Regions from separate parts of the Bicyclus anynana genome. Here region 2 is linked to region 1. A link is a contact called in public Hi-C data. All regions are on one chromosome and are shown on one strand. Each heading gives the region's core, a stretch centred on a gene start, on an enhancer-like site or on the middle of the called end of the contact. The rest is flanking DNA. Distances are from core to core; before and after follow the strand shown. Region 1 holds the start of LOC112058272. Region 2 overlaps LOC112058272.

Evidence for each region. Hi-C and Micro-C count contacts between places; a contact is called where the count stands out from the background.
Region 2: a contact with region 1 is called in a Hi-C map of whole body, with 3 times the contacts expected there. The contact joins the enhancer-like site here to the promoter of LOC112058272 in region 1. A contact is called at or near these places in 2 of 2 Hi-C or Micro-C datasets (whole body and whole larva).

Annotation. Positions count from the first base shown.
Region 1 is chr3:13,356,901-13,363,525 of ilBicAnyn1.1, forward strand. It overlaps LOC112058272, which reads left to right and starts at 4,501. Exons shown (of 5, transcript XM_024098983.2): 1 at 4,501-4,760. The coding sequence starts at 4,516.
Region 2 is chr3:13,401,162-13,408,394 of ilBicAnyn1.1, forward strand. It overlaps LOC112058272, which reads left to right. Exons shown (of 5, transcript XM_024098983.2): 2 at 2,285-3,221; 3 at 7,099-7,233. Among protein-coding and RNA genes, the nearest start is that of LOC112058273, 13 kb to the right of the region's middle. Within about 2 kb of position 2,155, at least 8 of the 8 cell types and tissues checked have open chromatin away from gene starts, as enhancers often do.

The DNA.
Region 1 (6,625 bases), core at 3,251-5,750:
CTTTTTAAGGTTTCAAGGGTCTAGATCCTCAATTTTCCAAGTATAAAACGTATTTTTTTTGATATTACCTCCGGGATATCATGACGAATCATTTCTCTATTTGGCAACCTTACGTGGCAACCCTTCGCTAGAAATGACAGATAAATGAGAGAAAAAAATATAATTATAATTTTGGCTATCGCAAGCTCTTGGCCCATATCATCGAGCATCGTATATTCGGAAGCAATATTTATGACGTCTCTGAAATAAGCTGTGTAGGTGTTCCTACGCGTAGCTGACTTATTCACTATTTTGGTATTTATTATCAACCTATTAAAATAAACAACAAATCAATTGACAAAATGTCATCTACATACTAAATGATATCTACCAGAAAGCACCGGATGACATTTGTATTCTGTATTATATTTATTTTTTGTTTTTTATTTTATTTTAATAGGAAATAGGCCAGATGGTCATACATAAAGTACGCTTAAATCAAGACGCGTGAAGCAACTTCGAGTGGGTGGGTGTCGCGCGCGGAGTGATGTCCTTCCGCCGCGTCCTTGTTAACCGGTAATACCTAAAACATTGTATTTCGCAGCATAACGCTCGATGTTCCGAAACGTCCTAACGATTGCATCCGAATATACAATAATGGACAATGCAGTTTTTTTTTAACTGACTTACAAAATAGAGGCGGTTTTATTTTCGGCTGTGTGTATGTTTTTATTTTAATATTTTTTTAATAATATAAAAAAAAATAAAAAATAAAAAGAAATAAACTAGGTTTATTCTTATTTACTTATGTAAGAATAAATCTTGTTTATTCCTTTTATGTAGCTAAGTGCTGTGTGTTCTGTGTTTATTACAACTGCAGCATTCATGAAAATAACGATGCTTCATATTATCTTCGAGTCTGCCATTTGATAAAATTTATTCGATGGCACACTTACGGTTGGCTCGAGTGTACGAATATGTACGTATACGTAGCTTCGTTGGTTTCAATTCAGCCGCAGATTCTGGCCTGTTCTTATAAGTAGGTCAACATTCAATCCTGGATGTTCTATGACATAGTCCGAGACATTTTTTTTTTCTTTTTTTATTTTTTTTATTTTTTACAAGTTAGCCCTTGACTACAATCACACCTGATGGTAAGTGATGATGCAGTCTAAGATGGAAGCGGGCTAACTTGTTAGGAGGAGGTTGAAAATCCACACCCCTTTCGGTTTCTACACGGCATCATACCGGAACGCTAAATCGCTTGGCGGTACGTCTCTGCCGGTAGGGTGGTAACTAGCCACGGAAGAAGCCTCCCACCAGTCAGACCTAGACAAATTAAGAAAATCTCAATCTGCCCAGCCGGGGATCGAACCCAGGACCTCCGTTTTGTAAATCCACATCAGGGGCCGTCACATTTGTGAGCCTATGTTTTGATATTAGTAGTAGAACCGGACACCCCACGGTTTTGCCCGTTTATTTCCCGTTGCCATGGGTATAAGAGGATATAGTCTGTAATGCTCTAAGTTCTAGTTTTTTATTAGTAAAATATTTTTTTTTAAAATAGGCCGCTCTCAAAAAGTTCTTGCTTCTATCAAATTTTTTAGATAATTTTCCCTATTGTCTCAATCAATGAATATGAAGCGTTGCTATTTTATTAAGGCAGGCGGTCTTTCGGAGATACTAAACTTCTACGAGTATACATATGAAATAAATGGAAACCATTTTCTTTTTATGATGTTGTTTAACTGTTAAACTTTTTTAACGCAAAAAATTATTACTGATTTCCCAATTATTACAGTATTCACACAAAAGATACAAAAATAAATAATAAATATTAAAAATGAATAATTTAAACTTAGCTTGCAAAGGCGGCCTTATTGCTATAAACAGTTTATAGGTTTTCTTATATCCGTGATCTGCCTTGTAAGGTCTGCGAGATATTGCTCTGTTATATCTACAGGCGATGGTTTTTTTACTGAACACGATGGACTACCTGATTGTTGACTCGTTGTCCTTCAAAAGTTTGACAACCCACACTACTACCTTATGTGAGTAGTTGCCTACCTTTCAGCTTTTATGAAATGACGAATGTCTTACAGGCCATTAGACCTTCAAAACGTACAACGTGTTTGTGTAAGATTCAAGATATCAGCACAGAATAAAGATGATCCAGAATGAGTCTTTACAAGTAGCGTGGTGAAGCCGGTGAAACTCTTAAAACTTAAAAAAACGTAAAGTGTCTCCTTGACATCCGCATATACAAACTTTTTTCATAATTTGGAAATACACAACATTTAACATTAACAACAATTACTTAAATTAAATGAATAATCAATAATTACCAATAAAAAATACTCCATCTAATTTCTTTAGTTTTTGTTAACAGTTTTTAAAATATCAAAAATTTGTCTTGAATAATATTAAAAATTACTGATGCGATGCTTCATATCGTACTGACTCGAGAATGTCTTCGTTTTTTAATTTTGTATTTGAAACGGCTACGACACCGTCGTGTTCCGTGCGCTCTATCTACCTATTATTTTTTGATCTGTGGATATCAGTATCACTAACAGGTGAGCGAGCACCCATCTAACCAAAGTATTTATTTTTATTTTCAAATCAGGGCGGCCGCAGCAGCATGTCGTGTCGCCTGTCTGTGTCTTTTCCTTCTTTATTTTATACTAGCGGACGCCCGCGACTTTGTCCGCGTGATTTTTCCGGAATAAAAAATTGCCAATAGTTGCTCAATTACCTCCTATATCTTCCAGTGAAAGTTCCAGATAATAGCCCGGATAAACAGAAAGACAAAAAGAATAATAAAGCTTGGTTATGCTTTAGTGTTGTGCAGCTTTAAGCACTTGAAAAAACATAGTTATTTTGGAATCACAGATAGACACTTCAAATTTATTTATATGTGTGGTATATCTAATCTTTAGATATAATTTGCTCTTATTTTCTTGTCCGAAAGCGCGCCACAAAGACCAATATGCACTTCATAGAAGTGTAGAAGCATAGCTTATTAATAGATTTTGCAATTATTTTTTTTTTTGACGTGGGGTGAGTACTGTCCTGCAACCAAAAACGTGGGTTCGATTTCCACATCTGGAAAATGTTAGTGTAATGAGCATGTGTTTTCTTAAAGAGGAGTTTTCGAAGTCAAACGTACGTAGTAGCTTGTCTGACGGATTTGGGTGACAATGTCGCTTAGATTGGTTGGTTTTTCGTGAATAATAAAAAATAAATTGTTTCCCTATGTTTGTTAGTTATTTAACGAATTCATCTGTTACTTAGGTATCATTAAATATCACGTATCTCAAACGGTGAAGGAAAAACATCGTGAGGAAACATGCATACCAGAGAATTTTCTTAATTCTCTACGTGTGTGAAGTCTACAATCCGCATTGGGCCAGGCAGCGTGGTGGACTAAGGCCTAACCACTCTCATTCTGAGAGGACACTCGTGCTCAACAGTGAGCTAAATAGAATTTGTGAATGATGATCAGTTCTACGTTTATTATATGACAACTACCTGGTGATATACGCATAAGCTTTACTTGTTTTAACTTTTATAGAATAAATGTTAAGTATTTTATAATTTCCCGATGTAGACACTAAAGCGCAAAGCTGCTTGAGGTAACAACGCGTCCCAAATGGATTGTGGGGTCACGTAAAGGTGACAACCATACCTACCCGTTCCGTACATGTATTGTACATACGTTACCTAACTCTACCTCTGTTTACTACATACAATATATCGTAAGTACCTATAGGGAATAGGGATGACATTTTTTTTTATTCTTTTCAAGTTAACCCTTCACTACAATCTCACCTGATGGTAAGCGATGCAAACTAAGATTGAAGGCTAACTTGGAGGAGTAGGTGAAAATACATACCTTACGGTTTCTACACGACATCGAACTTCTAAACGTAATGTAGATATATACATATATACTTACCTAAAAGTATAATGTCATTGTATATGGATGTCATTTGTCAGGTCTACCCGGGCTTACCCCAATTACGTGTGAGGATAATAGTTTTTTTTTTATAAAAGAATATTTGTAGGTTTTTTTAATGTGACTATTCCTAACCAACAGTCGAAAAAGACTGTGCTAGGAGTGGATAGGTACGTCAATAGTCCAGCGGATGGGGATCGAACCACCACCCCTCGGACAATGAGTACGGCACCTTTACCGTTTAGCTAAACGAATTTGAAAAAGCTCATTATTGGTGATTAATTGATTATTGATTTGTTTAAAGAATCGTATAAAATCGCTCGACAAAAGCATTTTATATCGGTAGATTCTATAAAGTTAAAGTAAAGTTCATTTATTTCAATTAAGCTTAGTTTACAAGCACTATCAGGTCATGAGTTGAGTTAATGGTGATAATTAAATTCGAAAACTTAAAAATAAAGTTACGAGGGTTTCAAACGCGACTGGAGGAAAGCCATCAACAAATTCGTATATGTACGAGTGTATGTATAAATAAACAAGTTCGGTTCGTCGACATTACTCGGGTGTCAACTGTTTGTATGAGGAGAGGAGTGCCTAGAAGCGGGAGTCGGTGTCGCCGAGATGCTGATGTCAGCAGCGGCTGTGGCGGGCGCACGCACGGCGTGCAGCAGGCGCGGGGTGCGGGGCGCGGGCGACTGCTGCCGCGGCGACGCTCGCACTGCTGGCCGCCGCCCTCGCCCCACGCCTCGCCAGTCCGACGCGCGCCATCATACAAGACTGTTGTTCGAGCAGCGCGCCCAGCCGCCACCGCTCCCGCACGCAGGTATGTAACACGCGACCTTCTCATTACTCTGCGTAACGTTCCGCGCCGCACTTCGTGAGGCGAGACGGCCGGCCGGTCCCCGACGCACCCGACGGGCCCGTCACCAGAAATAGCCGTCCGTAACGATTCCTCCTCGGACACGACAGATATACGCCGAACGAGATTCTCTTGCCGGTCAACGCTTCTGTAGCTTTATCAGTGTTACATATTTATTATTTGTCGGTGCGGTGAGGTCAGCGGGCGCGCGAGGCGATGTGCGCCTTATCACGAGAGCCGTAGGGTCGGAGCGACTGTTGGCGGCCGACCTCGGGCTGTGCTGTCTTTGCTCTGCTCTTGCGTCGTTCCTATTTACTATAGGTATGAGATATCGATGTACTCGTTCGTATCTCACATTCGTAATCGTAATATGGGCAGATACGCGCCGCGCAACTGTTGAAAGACGATGTAGATTACGTTGCAAATTGAAATTAACGACTAGCAGCAGGCAGGCCGCGTATAGCTATGGCATGCAGACATGCCTGTCTACCTACGTAACGTTTGTTAAATTATTGAGTGTTAGCAAGTCTTGTTGGCGTTATACCTACCTACTACAGTTACAGTCAGATACCTACATAATCTTCATGTACATGCAAACAGAACAGTCGACATGTCGTATGATTAGTCGAGTGGTAAGTGGAAACGTGACTTACCCATATAAGCTTGTTAACTGTTGAGTATTCTTATAGTTGTTGTTTACCACACCGTAGTAGACTTTAGCCACGTGACTGCATAAACATCTTGCGTTGCCCACCAATCTATATGCGTCATTGCAATGCTTACATACATTCGTACTGTATAGTTTTATAACAGTGCGTGTAGATTTATCAAGGGATTGAGGCTCGTCCGTCCGGTGGCAGTGTCTTCGCCAGCAGCGAGTTGTGCGTGTTTGATGTTATAGATTAACATGCACGCCATTTTCGCTCTTATATTTGTGGATTAGGTTCCAAAGTTGCGTGTCTTTACAGTATTATATCGCGTACCCTCGACGACGTTTCGTTGAAACAGCTCTCGGCCTCGTTATATTCAATTTACGCTAAACTAGAACCAACACTCGAGTACATTAGGAGCAGAACCGCGTGACTGGGTTAGGGCGTTAGGGTGTTTCGGTGCGGAGGTGGGATTTAGATCCCTGTCGGCCAAAAGAGTGAAAATTAGGGGTGGGTGAGGTGAGGGTGTTGTAGGTCTGCAAGAGTGGTCGACCCCGGTCTCACAACTAGGATTTGCTAAATCTGCTGCTTTTAGACGGAGGCCGTTGAAAAATAAATTCACCGTAAACCGTAAAGTGTGCAGTGTAGTAGTGCGACGGGACAGAGTGGCATTATCGTTAAATAGCTTTTGTCCGCGGACTTGTTTGAGTAAAGTTGCCGTTTTACATTTTCAGGTTTATATTAAGTAGGTACCTATTATGTACTTAATTTATATGTCCTCACTTCGAAATGCTCATTGGAAATCAGAAAATATTAGATTAGTATAGATCTTTAGCTAGGTACCTATACTCCGCGCCACGAAAGAAGTCCCGCGTCTAAAACCTGAACTACAATAAGGATGATGACAGTTTTTTAAATTGTATATAAATTAAGAGTATGCTAATAGTAAAGCAATTTTCTAAAAGTAACAGGGTATCTGCGATCATTACTTTCGGAGCTACAGGGGTTTAAATGGTCGGATTTGCGGCGCTGCCGCGAATCTCTGAAAAACGCTCCATACAAAATGGCACGAATTAGTGACGTCGATGGCTCGCTGATCGTTAGATTTGTGCGTCCAAACAAAATTACTAATATCTTTGTTATTTGTGCGTTTATGTTTATAGTTCATTTATTGAAACA
Region 2 (7,233 bases), core at 905-3,404, 42 kb after region 1:
AAACATGACCTCAAAAACATGCGACAGACCCCGGAATGCCCGTGGTTCGTACAAAATAACGACCTCCACAGATATTTAAATCTTCCAACAATAGCCCAGTACATAGAAAAATTCTCGAAAAACTGAGAGAGTAGCCACCCACCCCATCCAATTAACGGTTGAGAGTTGCAATCACACCTCTGACCGCAACGCCAATAACTAGAGTCGACCCAAAAACGTCCTTGAAGATGACATGACAATTGACATCATTTAGCACAATACCAAGAAGTGTCTTCGCCGCCCAAGACTAGGTTCCAGTAATCCTACAACACAGCGTCTTCGCCGCCGAAGACTAGGTCCCAGTAATCCTACAACACAGTTTTAATATTAACGATCACTCTTTAAATAGCAATGAATAATAATAATAATAACGAGCCCTGTAGCCTTAACGTGCTCTCCGAAGCACGGCGTCTCTTAGGCCAACTCTGGGCTGGAAAGTTTAACTGAAAAAGATAGAAAAGCTCAGCATTTCATAGCCATTTAGGCTAATCACAGAACCAACGAGGCTACAAATAGTATAATGTTAAACAAGGGGCTAAAAAGACCCATTATGTACGAGGTATTTTTATAAATAGAAACTGAGTTATTAAATGTTTAGCCCTGTGAAATCGTATATCGTTTTTGATGAAGAGCAGTGAAAAGTATCTCCACCGTGTGGTTGTGTGTATGTAAGTGTATTCACGTGCCAAGTTAAAAAATATATCTACCTACCTACATGTATACTACGGGTAAGTACTAGCGGACACCCCGCGTAGTTCCCATTCCCGCGGAAACGCGTCAGCAAAATCTACAGCCGCCATAGCCATGTGTTAAATCGATTCTGTTTCTACAAACGCTATCGTTTCGAAAATGTAAGGATTTACTATCATTATCTATAGGTGACGTGATCATTCTTAATAAATCGGATCACATTCATCATTCCCATATACATTTTTTAAATTTCGTAGTTAGTAGTAGTAGTTCGTAGAAAGAGAATCGAAATATAACATGGCTAGAGCGGCAGAATTACTGGAATCAGACACTGAAGAAAATGACGTGTTGCATCCTACCTATATGTTGTTCCTAATGTCTATTTGCTTGACTTAGATGCCACCTTATGGTGTTAAAGGATGCCACACACAATAGTATTGTCAATATTATTGACAATAATTATGTCGGGTAAGGTGACCTAATGCCGTTCTACAGCAATATGACTGTGTTATTTCCTTAGTAACTCATATATACATTGACAATATTATTGATTGTATGTGTGCTCGTTAATGAACATAATATTGCCAGAATACGACTTTAGGCAACGTTACCCTACTTTATTGACAATATTATTGTATTGTATGAGTGTGGGTGACCCGCAACTTTTCCTAAATCCGACTTTTTTGGCAGAAAAAGACATCAACGCCATCTAATTTGCTAAAACTTATGAGACTTATTTTGACGTCTTACGATTACATTGAAAACACCAATTAGGTATTTGTTCATAGGTGGCGAGGTGTCACGTTGCATTAATAAGGGTCATCCACCTCAAACAGTAGGTGCTTGCCAAACATGTTTGATGTTAAAATGATTTAAGTACCCGGATTATAAGTAGCTTATAGGTGCATGCGTAAATAGCTAATTATGTAGGTAGCTAAATGTTTCATTTCGTTCGTGATATTGTTTCCTAAGAATGTGTTAGGTTGCAACTGGTTGACACCCAACACATGTTAGGAATAGTTCAATAGCGTTGTTCTATTCCTGGTTGAGTTAGTATAAGTGCATAGACTATAACTGTAGGTAGGCCTCTGTAGCGTGCGCTTAAATCATCACAACCAGCGAGCAACATCAAGTAATTGCGTTTGCGGTTCGGACACATTTTTACGTAATTCGTCGATGTTATCGTCGAGGAATGCCTCGGCGGAGGTCGCCTGCTGCGTCGACTCCCCTAACCGCGCTCGCTCGAGGAGGATGAAAAACACGGGAGCAGCAGTGCGGACTGCGGCCGGTCGACGGACCCTCCGCCCGTCCCGCGGCCCACGCGCCCTCGGCCGCAGCCGCCAGCGCGCTCGCGGTCGCCTCGCCACTCGCCGCCAGCCGTGAGCCGCCTCATTCTGCCGGCGACGTTCTCGCGCTCCGCACACGCGGCCGTCGCAGCGCGCTCCTCGGTGCACGACCCCGCCCGCCCCCGACCCGCCGCACCCCGCGCCGAGCCGCCGAGCGCGGACCCTCGTCTCGGAACGCTTAACCGACGTCGAGCATTGTTTTGTTGCAGCGGAGGCATGCTACAACAGATGTCCTCGCCGCAGAGCGCGCAACTCGGCGAGGTCGCGACTCTCGTGCGCCCCCTCGAAGGCCGCCTGTTCGGCGACGCGTCTTCGGAGGCCTCCTCGGACGCCGCTGAAGATTTTGAACTGCCGCAGTGCAAGATAAAGCGGAACTACAATTGCACGAAGTGCACGTTCTACACGCAGAACCCGCGCGCCTATCTCGTGCACACTCGCGACGTGCACTTCGAGAGACTCAAGATTTACGACTGCCCCTATTGTATCTACGCTTCTCGGCATCAACAGAAACTCACGAGACACATAAAGATGGTCCACGAGTCCACCCCGGCCAAGGACCTGGGAGCGGCACCGCCCGCTTTGGAAACCCCCGAGCCGGTGGAGAGGATGGAGGAGTTGCTCGAGGAAGTGGAGGAGTGCGACGACATGCAGATAGACGTCGAGGACTGCAACGAAGAGGCACTCGAGCGCACGTTCGACTCCGAAGGCGCAGGCGCAAGCGACGCCGCGCCGGACCAGGCCGCGACGGAAAGGACCAATTTCTTTCCCTGCAGCAAATGCAACTACGTCACCCACATAAGAGCGAGATATACGAAACATGTTAAATATCACTCTATGCCGATGATAAAGTGCACTATGTGTGATTTTCGCACGCCTTACAAGTGGAACTTGGATCGACATATGAAAAACCACGGCGGCAACGGAAGTTTTCACTGTTCGATGTGCAACTTCACGGCGGACATACGGCAGAGTCTGACGGTGCACGAAATGAATCACCACACGCCGCCCGTCGGCCAAACGGGTTCCAGCAGGCGGCGCAACCGGGTGGGCGCCAGCGACTTGCCCGCCGGCGGCGACGACGCCAGCGCGCTCATTCTCAAGGAGGAGGAAGGGAGCGGAGACTCGCAGTCCTCGCACTCCGCGTCGGTGAGTGTCGGCACTCCGCACTCGCGAGTGCGGGAGGCCGCGCCCGGGGCCGCAGTGGTCGGTGACGTCACGCCTCTTATCACTCCGGCTTTACCGAGCGACACTGCACTCCACTCCACTCGGCCCCTCGCGCGGTCTTGCATCATCTCGCTATAGCTATGCATGTCGTATCTACCAACGCTATTCGTCTGCATTACGTGCATGCAATTATCAGTGTCCCTACAAACAGCTGTCGCTTTAATGTTTTGATTGTTCAAAACATTAAAGTGTTATGTTGTTTATTGTTTTGACAATAAGCACTTGATCGTATAATGCTACTATTTATTAGTGCTTATGCACTAACGTTTAGCCTGAATTGAAAAAACGCTCAGCCTTTTGTATAGTGAGTTGGTATTATATGAGTGCTAAGTGCATTTCGGTGTATTTATAACATACTGGTGTAAGTAGGTAGTATATTTTTTTATTTGTGCACAACGTTGTCAGATAGACCGCGTACAGCGTACATAATCTCTCAGATATGGGTGTAGATATTACGCGATTAAACCTTCACAACGCAGTGATAAGAACACTGCAGTCAAGCAAAGCGGTACCAGGTTCGGTCAGTGTTTCGTTATAAATAATCAGTTTTTTTCCACAAGAATGTAAATAAAAAAACATACATACAGCCGAACGTAGAACCTCCTCCTTTTTGGAAGTCGGTTAAAAATTAATGAAAAATAAAGTTACCGGTTTATCCTTTAGTTTAGCTCTTTTAAACTACGTCACTTACTATGACTGTCTATAGAACACATGACCCGGCAAATATGTTTTGAATTTTAGTTTCGAGATTATAAAATGAGATCACGGGGATGGAGAATTATAGTCGGATGCAATGTTTATGACTTTCCGGAACATCGTGCGTTAGATAAGCTGTCCAATACAATATTCTAGGTATCACCGGTAACGTAGGAGGGCTGCGGCAGGGCATCATCTCGCGCTTCACGCGTCGCTCGTGACTTTATGTATGACTTGCGCGTAGCTTATTTCCGACACGTCATAAAAATTGCATCCGACTATGTCTATTATAAAGTGTAAGTCTACACTACACTAATATTATAAAAAGATTCGTATTTTTGTATATAATGAATAAACTCAAAAATTACCGATTTAATCCTTTCACCAATAGAAAGCTACATTATCAGCGAGTAACAGGCTATACTTTATATCCGTATTCTTACGGGAATGGGAAATACGCGGATGGAACCGCGAAGTTCTGCTAGTATAAAATATTTTCAGCTGGCCCTACAACAGATTCACAACGTGCTTGTCTGGTACATAAGAACAATGATAATTTTATACTATCATTACATAAGAAAGACGTGCAAAGTGACTTCTTGCGTTACATAGACAACACACAAGCACGTCATGTGTAAATGTAAATTTTGAGGTGTTAGGAAAATAAAACAGATAATAAACAACAAGCAGGGCTCGAATAAGCGCGTAAGCGACACTTTTAGGCGGTGTTTATGACATTTTCGAAAACAAACAAACAAAAACTTATAGGAAGATAAACTGTTATAACATAACCTATACTACACCCCTACTCAATGTTTACCAACTGTTTACTGTTTACCAACAATACATTTAAAAAATGAGGGTATAAATCTCTACTCATTTCACACCTAATAATAATTATAATTAGCTTGTTCTTTTTTTTGTTTTATAGTTGATATAATATTGAAATTCTCAGAAAGGTATTAGGTATATTTGTTATTTATCTATATTAATCTCACAACAATTAGATATCTATATTTATAAAAATGAATTGCGGTTCGTTAGTCTCGCTAAAACTTGAGAACGGTTGAATGGATTTATCTTATCTTGTTCTTGAAATGTTCGTGGAGGTATAGGGAAGGATTAAAAAATGAGTAAAATAAAAATAATTGTCGGGAAAACCATAGAAACAACCCTTTTCTATTTCCCATACAAATGTTTAAAGAGTCAGTTATAGATCTTAAGGGTAGGGGTTGTGTAGGGGGTAGGGATTTTGAGGGGAGGGAAATTGCATATAAGTCAAAGCGAAGCTTGATCGGGGCCGTTAGTAGTTTATATATTTTGATTAACATTTTATAGACAATCAATATAAAATAAATAAGTTAAGTATGATATGACATGCGTTTTCTACCTTCATTTCTAATTTTTAGTGTGGAACCTATTATAAAAACAGTGTGTCATAAACACAGTGGTGTGCACAAGGTTTTAACTTTTAACTAGGGTAGGATTATTATCAAATAATCTGAGTAGGTAAGTACAGATAAGTAATCTATCTTTTATACTTAAAATAAAACTGTAACAGGTGAAGTTCTGTTACTGAAGATAGTTTGAAAAATTTAGTTGGAGGGCATTATGTAATTAATACTGAAACCAATTTTTTAATTTTTGTCTCTCTGTCTGTCAGTATTTAATGTTGACCGGGCATCACGCTGAAACTACTGAATGAATTAAAATGATCCTTGGCACGATTTAACACGAAATTTATAGGATACTTTTAGTTGCGAATATAAAATCAGAAGGGGTGAAACAGGCCTTGAAAGTATGTATGGAAAGTCCTTCATTTTTTAAAGTTACATTTGTAAAAATGTAGGTACTTCCAAAAATAATATCATTAAAGATTCAAAATTCCACCCCTAAACGGTTAAATGGTTGAAGTATTTTTTTACTATAAATAGTTCATGTTTTGAGTTATAGTTTTATAAACAAAAATATTTATAGAAGGGGGTGAAGTAGGGGGTGAAAGTTTACATCGATTTCCACGCGGACGAAGTCGCAGGCTTTCGCTAGTGTAAATATAACAATGTCAGTATTAAACCTACTTACAGTTCGTGCCATCTCCGTACCGACTCTTAAATCTATGGGTCGTGCGCTATATCATGGTGCGGGTGACAGTTCGTTTCACTCTTGAAAGTTTGAATCGATTCACAATAATAGTACGTATTATGAACGTCATAAGGTAATTGTCACCCGCACCATGCTGCAGCGCACATACTACTTGATTAATCAAAATCGGTCAACTACGGTACCACAGTGAAATCTCAATGTCTTTACATAATGATGTAATACAATACAAACATGCTGTTTACACTTCATAACACAGTGAGTTTAAATTACGTAGACACCCCAAAAATTCCTTGACGTTACTTGCGTTAAATATGTAAGTAGGTAGGTACAGTATAAAATACTAATGTCACCCTTTCACCCTAAAATTAAGTCACAATAGTTATATAGTGATCACTGATCAGTATCTAAAAGTAACTAAATTCATTTCAATAATCAGTATGAAATATCACACAAAACCGCCTTCTTTATACCTAAAACGTATTAAAAAACCAAAAACCCCATTCAAATTTGTAGTTTTTTAGAAAATTGCGTACAAACATACCGTAATACTCTTCTTTTTATGAACCTTGTATTTATGTATGCTTGTGGTAAATAGGCGCTTGGCACTAATATTTCAGGCTCGTTTAGATGAAAGCCTTACCACATGGATTTGGAAAGAGAAATGTGTGAAAAAAAAATCATGGCATTATTTTAGCAAAATTACACGTATACCAACAATATCATGAATTATGAGAGAGACTTGACACTACCCTGTCTTGACTTCTAGTGAAATTTGAACGATATAGAATATTGTAGATCTCTTGTCGAACGGACAGACTAAAGATAATTTTAATATTAATTGGATAAAAATTCACTCAAGAGAATGAAAGAATAAATTAATTCAAACGAAAAGTGCAGAATTTTTTTTGCTTTATAATTTAGATTGAAATACAGGTTTTGTAGCTCCAAATATAATTTTAAAATTACCTACTTATTGATTTTTTTTCTTTCTTATTTGCAGGAAATGGGCCTTCAATACATGGACAAAGACGTCATAAGCTGTAACAGCGATTCCAACGAAGCCTCTACATCTGAAACTGTCAGAAACGACACCATGCAACTGTCCAAACGACCTGAAACTGAAGCTGCCATTACA